Linked DNA regions of Xenopus tropicalis: region 1 is linked to region 2. The links are chromatin contacts, called in public Hi-C maps. All regions are on one chromosome and are shown on one strand. Each heading gives the region's core, a stretch centred on a gene start, on an enhancer-like site or on the middle of the called end of the contact. The rest is flanking DNA. Distances are from core to core; before and after follow the strand shown. Region 1 holds the start of sema6a (semaphorin-6A). Region 2 has its middle 120 kb from the start of sema6a.

Region 1 (4,208 bases), core at 1,630-4,129, 120 kb after region 2:
TGGAGGATTGTTATAACAGAAAAGTACTGATTTGCTATAAGGGAGCCTGACGGCTGATGGTTATCGTCACTAAAAGACCCCAGATCAGCAAGATAAATTAAAAATCAGTGCTAATATATGTACCATTGGTGGGATTCTGAGAATTGTAGTTTAACAGCATATACTGGGCCACAGGCATCTGATTACTGGTTAAAGGAACTAAACATGTTAAAGAACAAGGATAGAAATACTGCATTTTATTTGCTAATTTACAGTACTAACCCAGAGATCCAGAAGCCCTATAAGAATTATATTTTATATCTTCAAAGTTGTCCAAAACAGCTCCCCATTTTGGACCTTGTTAGGCCATCATTTGAATGTCAGTGGCAATGCACATGCTCAGTGTGCTCTGGGCAGCTGTTGAGAAGCTAAGCTTAGGGGTGGTTGGAAATCCAGAATACATTAGCAGAAAGTGAGGTAACTTATTGTATATGATAAAAGACACTGCTATGGGGCTGATAATCAATTCTGGTGTACAATTTTGTGGTGTCTGTGCTGCCAGCTAATATGAATTCAAATTATTTACTAAGCAGCCTTCATTTTCTCCTGGGTAAACCTGTAAGCTCAGGTAAGTGAGCAGTCCATATCATGTGCTGTGCATCAGCAGAAAAGATGGGGAGTTACCGAGGGGCATCTTCAGATGAAAAGGTCTTCACTGCTAAAGGGCTATGGTGTGTATGGACTGATTCAGATACTCAGGACATAAGGGCAATTTTTCTTTACTGACCTTTAGTTCTTATTGAAGCCTATAGACAAGACAGTGATGGTTCTAGACTGGTTGTCCATAAACATTGTTAAATTCTCATCCCCCAAAAACAGGTGCACTGGTGCAGTTACCCATAGCAACCAATTAGCATTATAAAATGAAAGCATAGATATGATAGGTTGCTATAGGTTACTGCACTGAAGCAGTTTAGCAGCTATGTTAGCAAGTCAGCCCCAAGATCCCCCAGGTTTGCTGGCAAAACTGCACTGAGCTCTGCAGGCACCTTTATCCCAGACAGAATATCAAAGTGACAACCATATGTGCCTGACTGCCTCCAAGCACCGTAACAAATTCAATAAATACCAACACGTCCAAAACCAGCACTTTGTTTTCTAAAATGGGACAATACTGACAGGTACTTAATTTATTATTAAACATAAGCTTTCCAGATCTCTCGGCAACTGATTTCGACTCAGTTAACCAGAGATTGCATTAGAGGAGATGAACTGTATAAAAACAAGCTGCAGCCACCATGCTGGCTGGTCTTCTGACTCCTAACTGCCTTTCTAGTTGGCTCAGCATTGCCAGCGGGGGGAAATGGCTATTCCATCTGCAATCTTGCTATTAATTATGCTAACTGGAGTGCAGAAACTGGAGTGCAGAAATTGTATATTTACCTTGGCACAAACCAATCACTCAGTAACATTACAGTAAGTAAAATGAATAAAACACGTTGGGAAATGATGTCACTAATTGGTTGGCTCTGTACCACCACTTTCAGGGTCAGTTTCTGCTTGCCATTCTGGTATCAAAGGAGTTAAAGCAATCCAAGCCTGCAGCTGTCTAGATGTGCACGACTAGAGATGCAGGGAGGTGTAGTTCATCAGCAGCTGGAGAGGGGAAGGCTGAGGGGTCTCTTTGCCAGTATGAACAAATGAGGCTTGCTGGTTGTTTTCCTATAGCTGGTCTAGTCTGGCACCTGCTGCTGGCTGAGCAAGACTGTGTGAGCAAGTCATCTATACACAGCTCAGCAGTGACTCCAGGGACTCCCATTCTCTGTGCCAGACCCACCCAGCGCCTGGCAGAGACTGTTCTCTTTCCCCAGCCAGTGTTACCAGACTGATGAAACATCACATGTACAAAACACATGCAGGTGGGCTCCAGTGCAGTTGTAATGCTCCCAAGTTGCAATCAGTTCAGCCCTTCTAATTTTTCCCCTGAATAACTCTTTGGGAACTGGGAACTGTAGACCAACAGGAGAAACTGGGGGAACCAGACTGGACTCCCTAGTAGTAACCCTTTCCCCAGTACAGGGGAAGCACTGCTAAATGAGAATGACTACAGTTTAAATCCAATTAATTTGCAATCAGTGCAGCCCTGCTAATTGCATTTGCTGGTAGCCACCAATTACCAGATGATCTGTAAGGACTGTACAGCCCCTAGAAAAGACTTTTCCTGATGTTAGCAAGTCTTCTGTATTGGCGAATAATTGCCATGATTTGGCTTATGGAAGGGAACAGCAACTACAGAAAGCACTGGGTTAGTCTGGTCCGTTTGCTGAGTGACTGGGGGGGGGGGTAAACAGACACAAAACTGACTCCCATCTATTGTGGGGGATTTACATTATACTAAAGGTTTGTTGTTTGGTGCCATAGGGAGTCGCATTTCAGAGCGATTTCAAAAAGCTGACACCCTATTTCTGTAGCTGTCTGAACAATACGAGGCAGGCTGGTTACTCAGAATTATGAAAATGAATTTCAGAAAGTGGCAGGTGTGGCATCACTCAGCCTGGCTTCATCGTATTACCTGAGGCACATGTGGGCACAATTCTCACTGAACCTGTATCTATTATGCTCCCAGTACCAGATCATGCTCCTAACATATATAGGATATATATAATATATATGGGGAAAGGAACTGGTCCAGCTGAGCAGCACCCCGCTTACACATTATGTACCCCTACACGTACCAAGCGCAGCCTCCTTGTGGTACCAGCGCTCCCCTCAAGTGAGTCAATCCGGTCCGGGATTTCCCTGGCGCACAGGCCAATGCCAGTAGCTGAGGAGTTCGGAGAGGGGGCGGTGCCTGAGAAGCGAGGCTGATCCCAACTATTCTCCAAATACAGTTCAATGAGCAGCAGTCAGTGTGCGGATCGGGCTGTGTTTCCCTGCTGCGAATCCTATAGGAGTTTGGGAGAAACTGCCTAGCGTACCCGGGCATCACTTGGCATAGGGGCAGCAGCCGCAGCAGCATCACCGCTCTGAAATGATCGTTCCTCACTCCAGGTTCTGCTGAAGGGGGTCATTCTCTCTGTTTAACCCTGTGGATTCCTTGTGGGATTTTGCTTTGGAAAGAGAAGGGTTTATCCCAAGTTTTGTGCGATCGCCTTGAGTTGTAGCGCAGCCGTGCGGGACAAGCTGAGTTCCATGAGCAGTGATGAACAAGGCTTGCCTGGGAGAGCTGCTCGCATCCCTCTCATTGGATTACTAATGGGACTTTACATGAGCTAGCCGGGAGTACTGCGCTGCCTGATCCCAAGGTACGGATCTCTGTAAGAGATGGGGGGGTCTGCGCCTGGGTCTCAAGGGGGCTTGGCTGGATCGCACTTCTAGGCATACTCATATTCCCATAGTGTGTGCACTGCTAGGCATACTCATATTCCCATAGTGTGTGCACTGCCAGGCATACTCATATTCCCATAGTGTGTGCACTGCCAGGCATACTCATATTCCCATAATGTGTGCACTGCTAGGCATACTCATATTCCCATAGTGTGTGCACTGCTAGGCATACTCATATTCCCATAGTGTGTGCACTGCCAGGCATACTTATATTCCCATAGTGTGTGCACTGCCAGGCATACTCATTCCCATAGTGTGTGCACTGCCAGGCATACTCATATTCCCATAGTGTGTGCACTGCCAGGCATACTCATGATACCATAGCGTGTGCACTGCCAGGCATACTCATATTCCCATAGTGTGTGCACTGCCAGGCATACTGATAGCATATTATGTGCCCTGTTAGCTACACGGGTCCTGCCAGGGACCAGGGTGCATGGCTAGGGATATGGCTCGAATAGTAAGTGCATAGCTAGGGATACGGATGTCATACTCAATTCACTACTAGGAATTCGGATCGCATACTCAATGCACTACTAGGGATACGGATCGCATACTCAATACACCACTGGGAAATCGGATCGCATACTCAATGCACTACTAGGAATACGGATCGCATACTCAATGCACTACTAGGGATACGGATCGCATACTCAGCGCACTGCTAGGGATCGCATACTTAGCGCACTACAAGGGATATGGATCGCACACTCAATGCATTATTAGGGATACAGACGGCATACTCAGTGCACTACTAGGTATATGAATGGCACAATCCGTGCACAACTAGATTTCATGGTGCCTTTCATTCATGTAATGTGCTCAGAGTTGGCCGTGTGAGT
Region 2 (4,594 bases), core at 1,688-4,187:
GACACTGGCCCATTACATGCACTGCATGGTTCTGCCCAAAACAAGCTTGAGTTCCCACCATTAAAAGGTAAACAGGCAAGTTTTCCCTCCTTTCATCATGTCACCCTAATAATCAGGAGTATAGTTTAATCAAGTTCCAGCAAACATAGAGCCTATAGCACCAACATTAAACTGTTCCTACACCATAGGTTGCACATTTATCTATCTCTAGCAACACTCAGCCTGCCACTGAAAGGGTTAAAGGTCCACTATCGTATGGAGCTAATTAAACTAATGCAAGGGATTTAAATAATGATTTAATTGCTGTGCAGAGTTGGTATGTGCTCAGTTATTCAAGGTACCTAAGCCTCATGATCAACAAACCTTGTGTCCCATTATGTCTTAGTTTAGGCCTCTGTCAAAATAAACTTGAACAAACCCTTCATCTTGAAAAAAAATCCCAGTGTCTCTGATACATAAAATAATAACTACTGACACTACCAATAAACAGAGCTTGGTAAGTATAATAATTGGCTCCATGTTTTTTTTTTTGCTATTTTTGATCTTAACTCCCTTCATTCTTTGGGCATACATTGTTAAAAACAATAATCCCCACCCCAGCCCATTCATTCTTGGTTTATGCAAGGACCACCCTAACATGTTCCATTGAGTGAAATTCACAAGGCATTGTCCCTGCCCTTCTAGTTTCAGTTGTAGTGCTGTATTCCTGGAAGAAGTATATTTAGAAACAGAGTCCTTCCAAAAAAGGCCCATTGTAAATAATTACTGTGAGATAAAAATAATGTTTCCATCAAGTTGCTGCATAAGGAATCATTAGTTAGACTATTTTCATCACTTCCTGACATTGCAAAAAGCAGTATCCCTAGCTGCAATCTGGGAAGTGACCAAAAATGTTTGTGCAACAAACAATATCTTTATGGCCCACACACACAAAATCAATAATTTAAATGATCAAAGTAAAAATGAGAGGAAGGAAGGAAAGTAAAGGCAGGAGCTTAATGTCTATGTTGTGGTTTGGTAAGTAAGCAAGAAATATTGTACAAATTCTTAAATATAGAATAGACAGACAGATAGACACAGCTATTTCACACTTCAATGGACCCCCCCCACTACCAGCTTAGTTGTTCTTCTTTATTCATAATAGGGTACTTTATATCTGAGACCTATCATTTTTCCTGGGGCAGATTGTACAGTATGTCAGCAGAGCGTAGAACTGACCATACATAGGTAGATATTACTGTTACAGGAACTTGCAGCTTAATGACCTGGGTATGGGGCAAAACCTATGGCCTCTGGGACTGGTAGATATTAATCAAATTAAATTAAGACTGGCTGATAGAATCTCATTGGGTATAATCTATTTTATTCTAGCACAGTTGTAATCATGCCAGCCAACTCGGATTCAATAGGCCAGGTTATGTACGACCGATTATGCAGAAAAACCCACGTCCCAAGCATTTTGGGTAATCGACTCAATACCTTTAGTTACTTGCAGTTTTATAAATATTCAGAGATGGAATAATCTATGGAATCTGCAAATCCCAACCCTTTTTTTTAAGTCGTTTTCTGATGTTATTTCTGTATCTCGCTTACTAATTCTGACTTTATAAACAAAACAAAGCTTTTCTTCCCATGGCTAGTGCTGAACATAGTCCCACTTTGCTTTGACAATGGGCTTTTTTTCTGTGACTTTTTCCACAGTGACCTTTTCTATACAAAATGCAGTGAAGTGTATGGGAATTTTTTTGCACTTATTTTTTCATGCCAATTTTTTTTGCTGCATGGCCACAAAGCCATGCCTGGTGAAACAATATGTTCCTTACTACCTGTGGCTAAGAAATGCTTCATTCCCAAGCAACCAGATCATGTTACCATTAGAGGGCACTATTTCACTAGATTGTATGGAACAAATGGCTTCTATGGTCTTAAAAATAACCAGTGGGGCAGCTCCCATTCATAAGAAGAAAAGTAAAGCTAATTGGAAAGAATAGCATTCAGTGTTTTGTAATCAACATTTGTAGAAAAGGTGAAGAGAATTTTAATTAGAGCACATTTTCTGTTTAAGATTCTGTTCATCACATATACTGTATGTTTATATATACAGACTAGTCTATCTTAAATGGTCATTATGAACGCGAGTTTTTCGGCGTCATTACGAAAGTTGCGCAAAGTCGCGATTTTTTCGTAGCGTTAAAACTTGCGCCTTTTAAGTTTTAACGCTACGAAAAAGGCGCAACTTTGCGCGCAAGTGTTAACGCTACGAAAAAATCGCGACTTTGCGCAACTTTCGTAATGACGCCGAAAAACTCGCGTTTTTACGCAAAAATCGTAAAGACGCCGAAAAAATCGCAAAAAATACGAAAAAGTCGCAAAATGTTCGTTTCCAATCGGAATTTTTCCAATTCGGATTCGAAATCGTGTCTTAGTAAATCAGCCCCTATGTCATCGTCCTAAGCTATATTTGCCATCAGATGTTATGTTTCTGTGTTACTATGATAACTGTGGTTTCAGATAAGAAGCAAGGACTTACAGGATATGGCTGCATTAAAGGCTACAAGACAAGTGGGCAGAAAGATTGGGAAATGTAATTCTCATAAGACCAACAGAAGTTTCAGGAAATAAGAGTTAAATGAAATCCAGTTTGGGACTGTTTATTTGCAATATATACCTGTTACTTGAAAGAAAAAGAAAAATATGTTGTAAATCTTGAAAATGAAAGTATACAGAAACCCTTGTATAAATGTGTATATACGGTATCATTGTTTCCTCTTCCTAAAGTTTTGATAGGAATGTGCTGTTAGAATGGAATGGAACTAATGACATAGGATTGATAAGCTTGTTTCTTTATTTCTCGGAGTAATATCCTGCTGTGCCGTACAATAGCATTCAATAGGATGCCAGGTGTTTGGATTTGCCGTGCAGTAAGGAAGTAAAGGAAATTTGCTTTCTGAGATCACTGGTTTCACTTAGAAACCACAAAGGCCACTTCAAAGAATTAGCTTTACATAGTAAAATAGGTTGAAAAGAGACCTTATAGCATCCAACCCACTACTCACTATTTCACTACTGATCATCCAGGAGAAAGCGAACACAAACCAGTTAAAAGCACTATCATTGTACAGAAAAATAAAAAATCCCTTCCTCCCTTCAGATATGGCAATGCCAATTTCATTTGCAAATGCTGGAGAATAACATTATTACAATTTATAAATGGATACTATTTCCAAATTTAAAAAAAAAGTCTTGTTTGTGAGTCCTGTTTCAGTTATAGCCCAGCGTAAAGCTATGTAATAAAACTATGATACAAACTCATTCAAAGAAACGGTTGCATTATTGGCCTTGCTAGGGTCCTACAAGGGATTTAATGAATGGTGTTAATGTTTGAATGGTGTTAATGTGGCATCTACAGTATGTTTGCATGGCCACAACTACAGCTGCAGCCATAAATGAGCTCTTAAGTCTTGAATGGAAATCAGTTTAAACTGGCCTTATACCTGTATTATTTCAATTTGTCACTTATATAAATGGCGACTAAAGTTTAAATAAAGCAATCACTCCCTTCCCTGACATACGTTTCCACTCGCCCATTAACTTGCAAAGCAGAGGATTCTCAAAGGAATACAGTTGCGTTAGCATAAAAGTGAGAGTTTCAGCTGAGTTTTTTTGCGAGCTTTGCACCACAGGGAGCTACTTCAGCTACTTCCGTAAATTACAGTGGAAAAGTCAGTTTTATGATAGCTTTAGACTGAATGTTCTGCAACAAATTTCTCCCCACATTTGTGTTCACTTAGCTGACAAATTCCTTTGTAAATGAATTGTGGCAAGTGCTTATGCAATTCAAGAAAAACGAAATATTCGCTTTTTTCCCTTATGGTTCACTTAGTTTATTCTAAATTTTTTTTTTTTTTTTAGAAATATATCATATGTATATGTATTGACTTATTATATAGGTAATAATCTAACCTTTATTGTAAAATATAAGGATAGTAAAAGTCAGGGTCGGGGCCGGTGGACCCTGGCCCTAGTGGGCCCCGGCGGCCCAGTCCGACAGAAATTACATCACTATGAATCAAGTATTAACAGCTGCTTAGCTAGCACTTATGAGCAAATGGAAATCAGCAACTCCACCCTCACTAGGCGAAGTAATAAAGAGAGTAAACAGTAACAAATTGTTTGAATCCAGAATTGCCCATATACAGAATAAAAATACTCAGTCTATGGAAATGGAAATATGGGCCATGTGGAAACTAATAAGTCCAAAATGACTGACCCAGTGGACCCAATTAATTTAGTGACGTATTCAAATCAGAGAAATCTCAACTGGCTCAGCTTTTTCTCTCCAGACAAAATCCTATCATGATCACTAAAGTAAGACCACATAACAACAACTATGACCATATAAATAGTTCCCTGGACATAAAAACCCGAATCACTCAACCTTCCACCCATAAAATACCTAACGAGGCAATGCAACCCGCTGACTATACCTTACTATGCTGTATGTTATGTTTATGTATAATCCACCTTTTCTTTCTTCTTTACTTCCTTAATAAAAATTTAAGTTCCAAAAAAAAAGAAATGACATCACTAAGCG

What was found. Hi-C and Micro-C count contacts between places; a contact is called where the count stands out from the background.
Region 1: a contact with region 2 is called in a Hi-C map of gastrula embryo, with 1.8 times the contacts expected there. The contact joins the promoter of sema6a here to the enhancer-like site in region 2. A contact is called at or near these places in 3 of 5 Hi-C or Micro-C datasets (gastrula embryo, neurula embryo and tailbud embryo).

Annotation. Positions count from the first base shown.
Region 1 is chr1:171,336,968-171,341,175 of UCB_Xtro_10.0, forward strand. It overlaps sema6a (semaphorin-6A), which reads left to right and starts at 2,880. Exons shown (of 18, transcript XM_018090712.2): 1 at 2,880-3,284.
Region 2 is chr1:171,213,059-171,217,652 of UCB_Xtro_10.0, forward strand. No RefSeq gene overlaps it. Among named protein-coding and RNA genes, the nearest start is that of sema6a, 120 kb to the right of the region's middle. Within about 2 kb of position 2,938, at least 1 of the 11 cell types and tissues checked has an H3K27ac peak or open chromatin away from gene starts, as enhancers often do. A contact at or near this core is called in gastrula embryo, where this site is marked.